Linked DNA regions of Zea mays: regions 1 and 2 are each linked to region 3. The links are chromatin contacts, called in public Hi-C maps. All regions are on one chromosome and are shown on one strand. Each heading gives the region's core, a stretch centred on a gene start, on an enhancer-like site or on the middle of the called end of the contact. The rest is flanking DNA. Distances are from core to core; before and after follow the strand shown. Region 1 holds the start of LOC100192838. Region 2 holds the start of LOC100194347. Region 3 holds the start of LOC100285653.

Region 1 (4,226 bases), core at 816-3,315, 280 kb before region 3:
TTTCAGTTTATCAACAACCGACAATGTGCATGTTTCTTATAAAACACTAAAGCTCATCTAAGTTTAAATTTATGCTTGATTGAATTTAGCTTTCTAGATGTATTAGCTGCTTAGTGCATAACAGAGAGTTCTATCATGCTTATCCTTGCTTCACTCCATGAGACATTGTGCATGTTTCTTATGAAACACAGAGAGATAATAACTAAGGAACATAATAAGAACTTAAAATTCTGCATTTATTTGCTTTCTGGTGTATCCGATAAACTACTTGGATTTTAGTCCTTTTATTAATTTATACAGTTTGTCGTACACAATTTAGCTTAAGGAATGCAAGAAATAACATATTTAAAAGAAAGCCCAAAACACAAGTATGTACCATGGTAGATCTATCAGATAAAATGCAATCAGCAACATCTTTTGGATCCCACGAGCTCTTGTCTTTTGAAGGCAAAAAACGTGAATTCGGTGGCCCAATCTGCACCCAAAAAATTATGGATGTTACTGCGTATAATCAAATTTGTTTTTCAGAGTTTCAATTAATGTATTTCCCATCCAGATAATCAAGCCACATAACAATTTTCACCGAAAACGAAATATTTAGTCACAGACAGCAATTTGCAAAAAAAAAAAAAACAGAAACTTAAATATTAAAACATGACATTGGGTTAGTACAACCCAACAAATTGCAGATTTATGCATTTCCTAGTATCATAGAGTATTTGAGAAGTTACCGAGACCGAGATGACAACATTGTGTATCATGTCAACTCGCTCTGATACGATACGTTGCCTTGCATCAGCTGCATAGAGACCTAGTCAGCTTGCGCCATTACGAAATATATGGATATTCCAAAAAGTGTAACTGTGGAAGTCCTTGTGCTCAATAATCTAGTTCATTCGTGTGAACAAAGTAATAAGACCATTCCTTATCATTGTTATGCCAGAAGCTACTCACGCGATAGTGGCGCTGCAGAGGAATATCGCTCTGGTTTTCTGGACTCTACCCTAGGAACAGAATAATAGGATAGTAATTTGTAAGCGAAAAGTTTTATCCTAGTGCCCATGAGAAGGCAATAAGTACGCAAAAAACAGGTTAAGACTGAAAAAGAGTAGATTGGACAAAATATTGTAGTGCAGGGAACTGAAATACCATTTGAAGGTAAATTTCTTCCCTGGCAGTTCCACCGGGTAAAGAAAAGAGTATGCATTGATCTCATCAATTTGTGTGTTCATCTTCACGTCTTCATCAGTCTCCATGACAGCATATGCTTCTACAGAATCGTTGCGAGCAAAGCACTTGTGATCATTCAAGAATTGGTCTTTCAAGAAAAGAACTGTCAAAGAATGGCCTCTCGGGAGAATGAGAGAGTTATAAATAGAAAACAGGAGATCCAATAGATAAATGTGTAGCACATTATGCACAATCATAAAAACAGTACATGTCATGGACTTACTCTAAATTTTGCAATCACATGCCTCAAAACTGACACGTCTGACAAATTCAGTGTGTGGAAATTAGCAGAAAGTAGAAATGCTAATTCTTCCGTCCACAAGACCCGAACCGAGTGAATGAACCATGAGAAGTAGAGAGACATCCCATGAACACTACCTGAAATGGGGAGCATGATTGCGAAAGAAGACACGAGCCCGGACATGAGAAGGCGCCTCCTCTCCACCTCCAACCCGCGGTTCCTAGCGGCAGGCTCGCGAGAGCACGAAGCGAGCACAAAGGCCCTCCTCCTCGGTGGCAGAACACGCGCTGCCCCAGCGTGGAGTGGTCCCCTGCTCCTGCGCAATCCCCAGGAACCAAAATCAGGAGCGCAGTCAAGGAGGGTGGGTGTTCTGTGCACAGTAACACGAATAGGCGGCGAGCAGGGAATCGTGTAAGCGGCAGAGGGAGTGCGTGCCTGGGGCGGAACGGGGACTGAGATGTGGGGCTCGGGAGAGTGTGCGGAGAGGAGAGGAGAGCCCCCGCCATGGCTCGCCGGCGTCAAGACCCCTCGTCCCTTCCTACGTCCACTCGGGCTAGACCGAAGGACGGGGAAGCAGAGTGTTCTATCCAAACCTTTTGTTGCGTCTTGCGTGAGAGCAAAAGATCTCCATGTTCTATTGGCGTGTAAAAATACGGTCATGATAGATAGGCTAAAATATAAGACACATAATTGTTGGTAATATTGTTTAACAATAATTATAATGTAGAGTTTAAAATAGAATAAGAGATCTACTGGAAATAGCTTAAAAGCATCTCCAAAAGCTCTCCTAAGATCTCCCTTTTTTAGAAAAAAAACATAAAAACTTAGAACATCTCTAATAGCTCCCAATATTTATTCTTCTAAAATATTGTTATATTGAATTCTTTCCAAAACTCTAAATACCCCAAAAAAATGTACACAACTCTAATAACTCTTTATTTTGTCTCAAAAATAGTCCACCTAGCTTGTTGAGTGTATCTCTACAGCTGGTCATCAGAGACCAAATTGGGTTAACTCAACTAATTATCTCCTTAATCGGGCCCTTTATTGGGACTGTCCATGCTAACCTCGGTTGGAGCCCCCGGTCACATGACGCTATATAAAGGATCAAGGGTCGTAGGAAAAGCCAACGTTAGTATCTCGCCCAGAAACCCTAATCCACAGAGGTCCCATCGCTTAGGCATCGGAGTGACTGGAAGCGCGACAACCAAGGGAGGCTCGGATTTCGGTGCATATTGTTCCTCTACAGGAGCAATGGAGGTGACACCGAAAGCAGCGACCATGCTCCACAACTACCTCGCTAGGACGCGTCAACACAACAACAACGAAGGTATATTTCCTTATTCCTCTCAGTAGAACAGATCTACTCGTCATCGAGGTTTACTAGTTACTGATTGGTATTATAGGGGCTTAGGAATCGATCATAGGCACCATAGAATCTAACAACGGTATCAGAGCCACCCTAAGACCCCTAGGTTTCCTAATCCGCTTTTGATTTTGAGATCACAGAAAGGTCTCGGGTCAAAGTGATTAGACTCAGTTTCTTCATTTCTATCACCCCGAGAACAGAGATTAGATCAAAGTGATAAAGTTGAGATTAGATCAAAGAGAGAAAGTCAAGAAGTAAGAATAGATATCGGGTTAGGTTTTCTAACCCTGTTTCAGCCATATCGAGGACCCAGAGGGTCTCATGGCTCAAACTAGTAAACTGACAGATCAGTGAACTCGACATCTAAGGGTTAGGGTTACCTAACCCTAGTTCATCTAGATCAGGTCACAGTGATCGCGTTCAAGGGCTCAAGGCTGTTGGATTCGAGTTAAGCAAACAGAATAAGATAACACCAGGAACAGATTAGAGATAGAAAACCCTAACTATTTCCCCAAATAAAAATGCATACAAACCATCACAAAAATAACGCAGGGACCTAGATCTACGCATTTATCAACTCAAAACTCGATCCTAAATAATACATTAGATACATTCCATACAATCATACACACACAGTATGGGAATCGATTAAAGAGAACTAGATCCGGGTGTATAGAAGTCACAGAGAAACGGTCAAGAGGCTGACAGTTCACCTCACGACCACACTAGCCACAGTCTTATCACGTCGTTGGGAGCATCAACCACCGCGAGGCACCCGTTCGACGACCCATCCGAAGGGACACGTCCACCGGCGGAAGGGGCCGAGGGTCCGCTCTGGCCAGTGCACAAGCGACAGAGCTAGAAGAGGTGAGATCTAGAGAAAAAGACGACGATCGTTTCGGTTGGGCCGAGCAGAACACAAGAGTGTGCGGCGCGTGTACAGAGGATGGCTGGAAACTGTCAATAGTAAGAACAGAGAGTAGAGAGAGCCGCCCGTTGACCGCTACGATGGGGAAGAGGAGAAAATGATTAGGGTTTTCCACCCCTCCGAATAACTAGCTAGTTATAGCGCTGCTACATTATGTAGACAGATCCTGGTCGTCGGATTTGAACTAACGGCGGGGATCAAGGCAAGAGGGGTAACTCTCGCGCATGGGCCGAAACAGCGGCCTAAGCCCAGGTTGCGGCCAGGGCACGCCCGCCCCCTACTGCCAGTGGGCGAAGGCCGAGGATGGGCCAAGCCAAGAGGCTAGCCAGGCCTAATGGCCTTTTGTTTTTTCCCAGGTGTTGGGGGCCTTCGTCTTCCGAAGGTCCTCAAAAACGTAATTTAATAATGTCTTCCAAGTATGGTTTATAGACAGGTACCTTCGGATTCAGGATTAAAAG
Region 2 (4,048 bases), core at 976-3,475, 480 kb after region 3:
ATTAGTAATATTCCCAAAATATGGTAGAAGAATCTGCAAATTAAAGCCACCAAACTGACAAACTAAATGTATATCACTTACTAACCGAATAATGAAATAGTTGTGATGAAGTCAAACTCAAACCAACTGCTGCTTGATCAACCGAAAGAGCAAAACCAAACCCACCAAGCTTCCAAGACCCGTTAGAAGTTATAAATACCGTCTGTAAAAGAAGCAAGATTAGTAAAGTACACTAGTGTACAACTTGTTGTTGGCATAATGGATAACAAGCAAGTAACATCAAACCCATTAGGTATTCTGCAGAGATATTAGATCCCATGTGGTGCTAAGCCATCAAGCCATCAGTTCAGAGAGCAACATACATTAAAGGTTCAGTATATAGAGAACAATGTGAACAAACCAATTTGCAATTTGAGGGAAAAATAATGTCCAAGAAAGCATTGAGTTTTTCAGCAAATAAGTGCAAGTACAAAAGGCATCATATACTACAATACATAGCAAGCCTAAGAGTGACCTTAGGATCATCAAGGGGGACTGCGGCAAGGCAGAATGACTACGCTAAAATGACAAGAGAACACAAAAACATTGGGATTGTAAGAGGAAAAGGACAGAGCGAATCAATTATCTCAATACTCAATAACAGAAAAGGAACAAGCAGAAAATTATAAATGCAGAAGAATGGTGGTGTGAGGAACCTCAGGCGATATAGCTCGATGGGCAAGATGAGCATTGTTATGAAGAAAATCCAACGTCTCTGCAACTTGTAGCAGCCCATGTTTAATCTCAAGTAGCCCCATTTCCTGAAACACAAGAAAGAAATTAGCAAACTGCTGAATTAAAAATATGATCATGCTTTGGCTGTCCAAACTATTGCTATGACTAAGGCACCACTCAATACACAGAAATGCAAGGAACAAAGAATCTACAGGCATCAATCACCACTTATATGGCCTGAAAAGTTCCAAATCCACAGGATACCTGATTGTAAACTAAAAGTTTTACAGTAGAAAATCGCAAGAATCTCACAGTCAAACCTCATGTTTGAATACAATTCCGATTATCTGAAATCCTACCAAACGCCAGTGGCAGGGACAGTGTAAGATGTGAGGTCAGATAATCTTGGAGGGTTTTTACAAATCAGTGGTGTATAACTTAGGAAGTAAAATAACTATGTATTGTAAACTCTTAGAGAAACATACAAATTTTGATACATTGGTATGACAAGGATGCCATTTTTTAAGGAAGGTTTGTTGCAAAATGTTAGAAGTACAAAAAAAAAAAATACACTCATTATGCAGCTTTTCTGGATGTGACACTGCCAAATGCTGCATTAGAAACATAAATGATACCTTCTCAGATCATGCCTCTGTAATTCTATGACATTTGCTAATCAATAATGGCATGAACAGCTAAAACCAGAAACAATAGCGAGTTTTCCACTCCCATACCAACCCTAATCGCCTTAACTTGCTAGCCAGTTTTGAATGCAGCAGCAACAAGTAACAAGTAGGAAAACACGACAAAACTTTCCTTTAATCAGTCTTGTAACCTTCCTAGCAGTAAATAAATTGCCAAAGGTCGATGACACACAGAGTTAAACAAAAACACGATCAGTCGTACCATGCCCTTGACCTCCTTGGGCACCTTGCCAACATTGTCAAGGCACCCGAGCGCGTTAGCTACGGAGGCGAAGACGGGCTCAGTGGCCATGGCCATGGCGGCCTTGGTCTCGTCGAGCGCCTGCACGACGTGCAGCACGCCCGGGTGGCGCAGGCGCACGAGCCGCGCCGCGTCGGCGCGGACGAGGTCGAGGAACGCGTCCTCGGCCGCCTTCGACATCCCCGCCCGCGCCCGCGCCTCAGCGAGGGCGCGCTTGTCCAGCACCCAGACGGAGACGACGGGGTAGGGCGCCGAGGGGGCGCCATCCCGCGGTCGCGCCGTGTAGATCCGCCACGCGAGCCCCGGCCCGCCGGACCCGGCCTGATCCAGCAGCTCGTAGTCCTGCAACGGGCGCGGGCCCGTCACCTCTTGCACCGTCGTGGACACCGTCTTCTCTATCACAGCCGACGCCTTCGCCAGCGCCTGCGTCAGGGTCTTCATGTTGAGCGCCATCGCCCCCCACCGCCGCCGCTGCCGCGGCCTCCGGCGAGATCTCCTGGGAGGCCCCGGCCGCGGTGGTGGATTTCCTCTTGGAAGGGGTCGTCTGATCGGTCGGTGGCAGGCGTGTTGGTTTATAATTATGTTTTGTTTTTTATTTAAACGTTTTTTTCGGGGAGAAGCAGCTCATGCCACTGCCATGTGAGACCGCGGACGAGGGGATGTATGGAGGATGATGCTTCTTCGCGAAGGGGACGAGAAGGGGATTGCGAAATATGGGCCGTTGGTTCGACGTGGTTTTGGCCAGGATGAACGACTGGGATGCGGCATTTGGTAGGCGTGGCGAGGTTGGTCAATGACAGCGAACAGAGTGTAAGAACATCTCCAATAATTTATCGAACAGTTGCCTTAAATTGAAATGTGGAGCCCTTTAAAGCAAAAACTACTTCAACAGTGTCTTATTTTATAAAATTTGGTCCAAAAAATTATAGAGCACATTCTCGAGTGTCTCAAATATACTACATAGTGAGTTGTCCTGTAATCTAGATTTGAGTCTTTAAAATGTTTTGCTGATACCCTAAATTCTATAAAATATAATAATTTTTAAATTATATGATATTTTTATAGGTCACGTTTTAGAGATGCTCTAAGAGCATCTTCCGAATTTTTTGTTTTTTAGCCCCTTTCGTGACAAAAATTTACGTTTGGACCCCCAGAAATTTTATTTGCACGTTTGGACCCGATGCTCGGCGCCATAGGTTGTGGCGCCGAGGTAACACAGCTCGGCGCCACAGCCTATGGCGCCAAGCTGTGTGACGTGGCAGTCCGCGTAGCACCTAGCTCGGCGCCACAAATCCTGGCGCCGAGCTAGGAAATAACCGCAAACCACCTTTCTCTCTGCGCGTTTCTTCTCTGTTGAATTCACTTCAACCGCAAACCCGCTGCCGCCGTTCCCGAGTGGAAATCGCCGCCACCCGCCGTCGTAGCTCCGGCCAACCCGCTCGCCCGCCCAGCTCCGGCCAACCCGCCCTCTTGGCTTCCGGAGGGCCGCCGAGCTCGCCCGCCCGCCCAGCTCCGGCCAACCACGGCACCGGCGCTCGCCAACGGTCGACCACCTCGCCAGGACCGGCCGCCGCGCGCACGGGACCGGCGCTCGCCACCGCGCCTGCTCGCCAACGGTCGGCCACCGCGCCTGCTCGCCCGCTCCGGCCCCGGCAGCTCCCGCCCCCACTGCCGCCCGATTTTTTTTAATTTCTTAGTTAGTAAACTGTTAGCTATTGTTAGTGTTTAGTAATTAGTTAGCTATCCACTTATTTATTGTTTAGTAAATAGTTAGATATTTTGTTGTTAGTGTTTATTAAAATAGTTAGCTAGTTTCTTGCTTAGTATATTGTTAGTGTTTAGTAAATTCTTAGTGATTATATAGTTAGCATTTTGTTTAGCGCATTGATATTACATGTTTTCTGTGTTGGCAACCATCGTGTTGTCGTTTATTCGCAGGTTCTATAAACATCACTTTATAGGGGAGGTGCTGCCAAATTTTTTATTGACAATAGGTTTTTTTGTACGTAGGTGTTCGTCCGACTTGACCTTCTCCACCGTTAGCTGGACTCGTACGCGATCTCAGGTATATATTGTTTTCGTACATTATTTATATATTATGTAATTTCGTTTGATGTGTTCATTTAATATTTACTATATAGTTATTAGTTAATATATATTTATTACTTAGTAAGTTAGTAGGCTTAAGTATATAGCCATTATTGAGTTAGTAATCCATTTTTGTAATAGATGGACAGCCTAGTAACACTATACCATGGAGGAAGGGTGGAGATAGATGCTTATGGGAATGTTACTTTTGCGGGCGTTTTTATAGGAATTCGTAGCTCGGCGCCAAGATCTGTGGCGCCGAGCTACGAGGCCGCGCCGCCACCACGTCAGTGCCAGGTCA
Region 3 (3,765 bases), core at 625-3,124:
AATAACATCAGTTAGCCAAATCAAAAAATAGTATACAGAGAGCGGAGACAATCGATAAAAAATCTTGAATTTTTTTATGGATAGTTTACGTGGGTATTATTGTAAGCCGTCGCAACGCACGGGCAACCGATTAGTATGGGTACGATATGAGTTGAATTTTGTCTTGCGGGTATGGGTTCACGAACCATATACCAGTGTCCTACTCGCCTGACTTCCAACCCTAGTGTTGAGCCCTAGATAGAGGCCCCTGCAGGTGACGAGCGTGACAGACACCATGGCCGGGTCAACGACGAGGTCCTATCGGGGGCTCGCGTTGGTAGGTGAAGAACATTTTTTCATCACAATTGCACCCTTAGAACAGTAATTACACCCTTATTTTTTTCCTCGCTACTATCTACAGAAGAACACATTAATGGAAGTGATGAGTGCTTACTATTATATATATACATCTCGACCCTAATAGGATAAAAATCAGTCAGGATGGTGAAATATAGAACAAGCAGAGAAAGTGAAGATCTATAGAACTTATAAATGCTGACCTTATCATATTGAATCTCTAATATAATCACTGTGATGCCGACCAATGACTTTGAGCTTGTCAAATGGACACTAAGGATGTTGTATTTGCAAAAATTTAAATTGGGCAAATCATTCGATGTAAGTACCATATACTGTGGAATGGCAAGGAAAAGGTTCCTACTTAAGTTTCTTCTTGACAACTAACTTAACAACCCGGTCGCCTATCCAATTCAAGTTAGTGTCTCTAGGAAAGTGATCAACATAGGAAATAAGTAGCTTTAATTGATAGATGATAGTGGTAAAAAAGATCAGGAAAATGTAGAAAAACTAAGTGGATGTATAAAACAATCACCTTTGTTATCATAAGTATAATAGGATTAGCACCAGCAAAATCGATACATGTGCGAGGAAACTCCCATTGAAGTCGATGATGTCAACCTTCACGGAAACTATAATGAGTGAGAAGAGAAAAGAGAATGGAGCAATATGTGACAAGTTGTTTACCAATTTGACTATCAGTGCTTATGACAGCTTCCCTGAACTATTGTGTTGAACTATCTCTTGTTGTATTAGACTATCTTATGCTATTTGAAAACTAGCTTTTGTTGTATTAGACTATTATGTGATTCGAATCTTGTCATCATGTTTGAATTTTATTGGACTATTGTATGATCTAAATTTATTGCTATATTATTATGTTGAACTATGTTCCATACAATGCTCGTCTATAATTGTTTTGTTCGCGAACTAAATTGGAACAAACGATAAGCAATTCATGTTATCGGACCAAATAATATCTATATCAATCACCTATTCACCAAATAAATATCCGGTCTATGAATCCATATATGTTCCGTATGTAACTATCTATATTTAATCCCGAATCCGATTAAAATACAATACGATAGGATATGATTTTGAATGATCTACTATGGCCCTGTTTGGCACAGCTTATTTTCAGTTTCTTCACAAATTTAAGCAGAAGTTCTGCCAAACAGACAACTTCTGCAGCAGCTTATCAGTTCAGCAGCTTCTCAAAATGAACTAAAAGCAACCAACAAGCAGAAGCTGCTTTCTACCAGCTTATCAGATAAGCAGCTTTTTCAACAAGCAGCAGCTGTGCCAAACAGAGCCTATCTATCCATCCATATATGCTCGTTTTCACTCTAGACTGCTAGACCTATGTACGCATAGCTGATGGCGTGTCTATATATCTACGTGTTTGTGTGTGACTGTGTGCAGTTTTGAACCTAAAGCGGCCAAGCCCAGACGATTCACAAAGGCAAGTCTGGAAAAAATGTTGAATTGAGGGATTTGGGCGTATAAATGGCCCCCTCCCTTTCCAAACCCCTCCTCCGTCTATCCCCACAGCCGCCTTGCCTCCATTGTCTCTCCACTCCCTTCTCTTCCCTCTCACCTCCTAAAACCTCCATTGCCCGCGCGCACGAGCGCCCGCGTCGAGGACTCCAGCTCGTGTGTCCGTGCGAACGCGCGGTTTTCTTGTCACGAACTGTCGCTCCGGTCAGGGGATTGAGGAGGTGGGGCGGCGGCGGCGGATTTGTCGGGCCCGAGATTCCCGGACAAGGAGAAATGAAGTACGTCCTTGTCACCGGCGGGGTAGTGAGCGGCCTGGGCAAGGGCGTTACAGCCAGCAGCATCGGCGTCGTCCTGAAGGCGTGCGGCCTCCGCATTACGTCCATTAAGATTGGTACGTGTCCCCCGCCGCCGCCGTCTCCTCCTTACCTAAACGAACCGCGCGTACCTTCCGTTTTAAAACCTGGAACGGCGCGTTAGGGTTGTCATTCGACCTAAGGTTGGGGGTGGTTCTGAGCTTTCGATCCGTTCCGGCAACATGGGCCGGCAAAAGATTTGGTTTTGGAGCGATACTCGTGGCGGGGACTGTGGGTGGAGGTTGGTGTGCGGAGGACCCGGGTTCCTGGTCGAGTTAGGTGAAAAGTCCCTCTTTTGAACCTTCCGCTCAGTGCTATTGCCGTTGTATTCGTTGGTGCCTTTGGTTTGGAGGATATGTTGTCAAAACTGGTCTCTGATTTTCATGATAAGTTTGCCAATCTTGCCACTTAAAGACGTTGTGGTTCTTTTCCTTCAAAGACTGCTTTATAGTTGGGTGGCCACCTACTCAGGGTTATCCTTCGTGCGAATGGGGTTTCCCTTCCTCCTGATATTGTTTAGGAGAAGAATATATTTATGGAGGGATGACACTTCCATTTGACTTTGTAGTGGTCTTAGGGAATGTTCTGCTTAAGCCATAAATCTTTGGAGTTTGAACAATGGTGGTTTATTCATGATTTGCCTGATATTCTAGAACATTGTGGTTTATTTTACTTCACTGGTTGGTCGTCAGCGCTTATGCCTGGGCAAGTGCCTCCGGCAATATGTTCTCTTTAGTATTTTTAACAGAAATGGCTTAATATGTTCACGTTTGGGACAATAAATTTGCCTTTTTTGGATGCCCATAAATTTGCCTCGACTCTCATTAGTTGAGCACAATTTTTGGTTCTCGATGCTGTGGCCATGGAAACAAGGTAGTTGGAGAAGACTAGGTTTCACCTCCTATGCTTGTCTCTGTCTTCCAGATATATTATGCTATAGAGGGCTTGCCGCTGCTGATTTAGATATCACATGACACCAATGCTGATTTAGTTATCTTCATGCCACGAACCTATGGATGCCAGCTCTGCACTGCGGTATCTTTTGACTTAATTCAATCTAATGTTACATGTTTTGATTGGCAATACTTATTCTTATCCAGTACCCACCTATACCCTTTGTTTTTGCTGTTGTTGCCTTGTGACTCTTGTACTAATGTTGCCCTTGTGCCTTGATTGTGACCTTTGCCATTGTAAAATCTATGGTGGCAAGCCAGCTATTGCTTGCACTGATGCTTTAGTTGCTTGTGTTCGTCTTCATGTGGTTGACATGTTCTCATTGAATTACCTGAATATGCAGATCCTTATCTTAACACTGATGCTGGGACTATGTCTCCATTCGAACATGGTGAAGTGTTCGTACTGGATGATGGTGGCGAGGTATTGATATTGACATGTCACAAAGTCAAATTTTGCTAGGCACAGCACTTGTTAACCCATCTAATTTAAGTACTTATTTTGTGCCTGTTAGGTGGACTTGGATCTTGGTAATTACGAGAGATTTTTGGACATTAAACTTACTCGGGACAATAATATAACCACTGGAAAGATCTATCAGGTAAGAATAATCGATAATATT

What was found. A called contact is a pair of places that touch in the nucleus more often than the background predicts.
Region 1: a contact with region 3 is called in a Hi-C map of leaf, with 5 times the contacts expected there. The contact joins the promoter of LOC100192838 here to the promoter of LOC100285653 in region 3. A contact is called at or near these places in 3 of 25 Hi-C or Micro-C datasets (ear, leaf and tassel).
Region 2: a Hi-C map of tassel shows a contact between it and region 3, with 2.5 times the contacts expected there. The contact joins the promoter of LOC100194347 here to the promoter of LOC100285653 in region 3. A contact is called at or near these places in 2 of 25 Hi-C or Micro-C datasets (ear and tassel).

The regions. Positions count from the first base shown.
Region 1 is chr8:147,989,152-147,993,377 of Zm-B73-REFERENCE-NAM-5.0, reverse strand. It overlaps LOC100192838, which reads right to left and starts at 2,065. Exons shown (of 11, transcript NM_001138029.1): 1 at 1,907-2,065; 2 at 1,609-1,787; 3 at 1,150-1,270; 4 at 955-1,004; 5 at 732-799; 6 at 377-475. The coding sequence starts at 1,977.
Region 2 is chr8:147,227,002-147,231,049 of Zm-B73-REFERENCE-NAM-5.0, reverse strand. It overlaps LOC100194347, which reads right to left and starts at 2,225. Exons shown (of 14, transcript NM_001359459.1): 1 at 1,621-2,225; 2 at 696-800; 3 at 86-202. The coding sequence starts at 2,112.
Region 3 is chr8:147,708,312-147,712,076 of Zm-B73-REFERENCE-NAM-5.0, reverse strand. LOC100285653 reads left to right here and starts at 1,874. Exons shown (of 21, transcript NM_001158544.2): 1 at 1,874-2,227; 2 at 3,487-3,566; 3 at 3,658-3,744. The coding sequence starts at 2,110.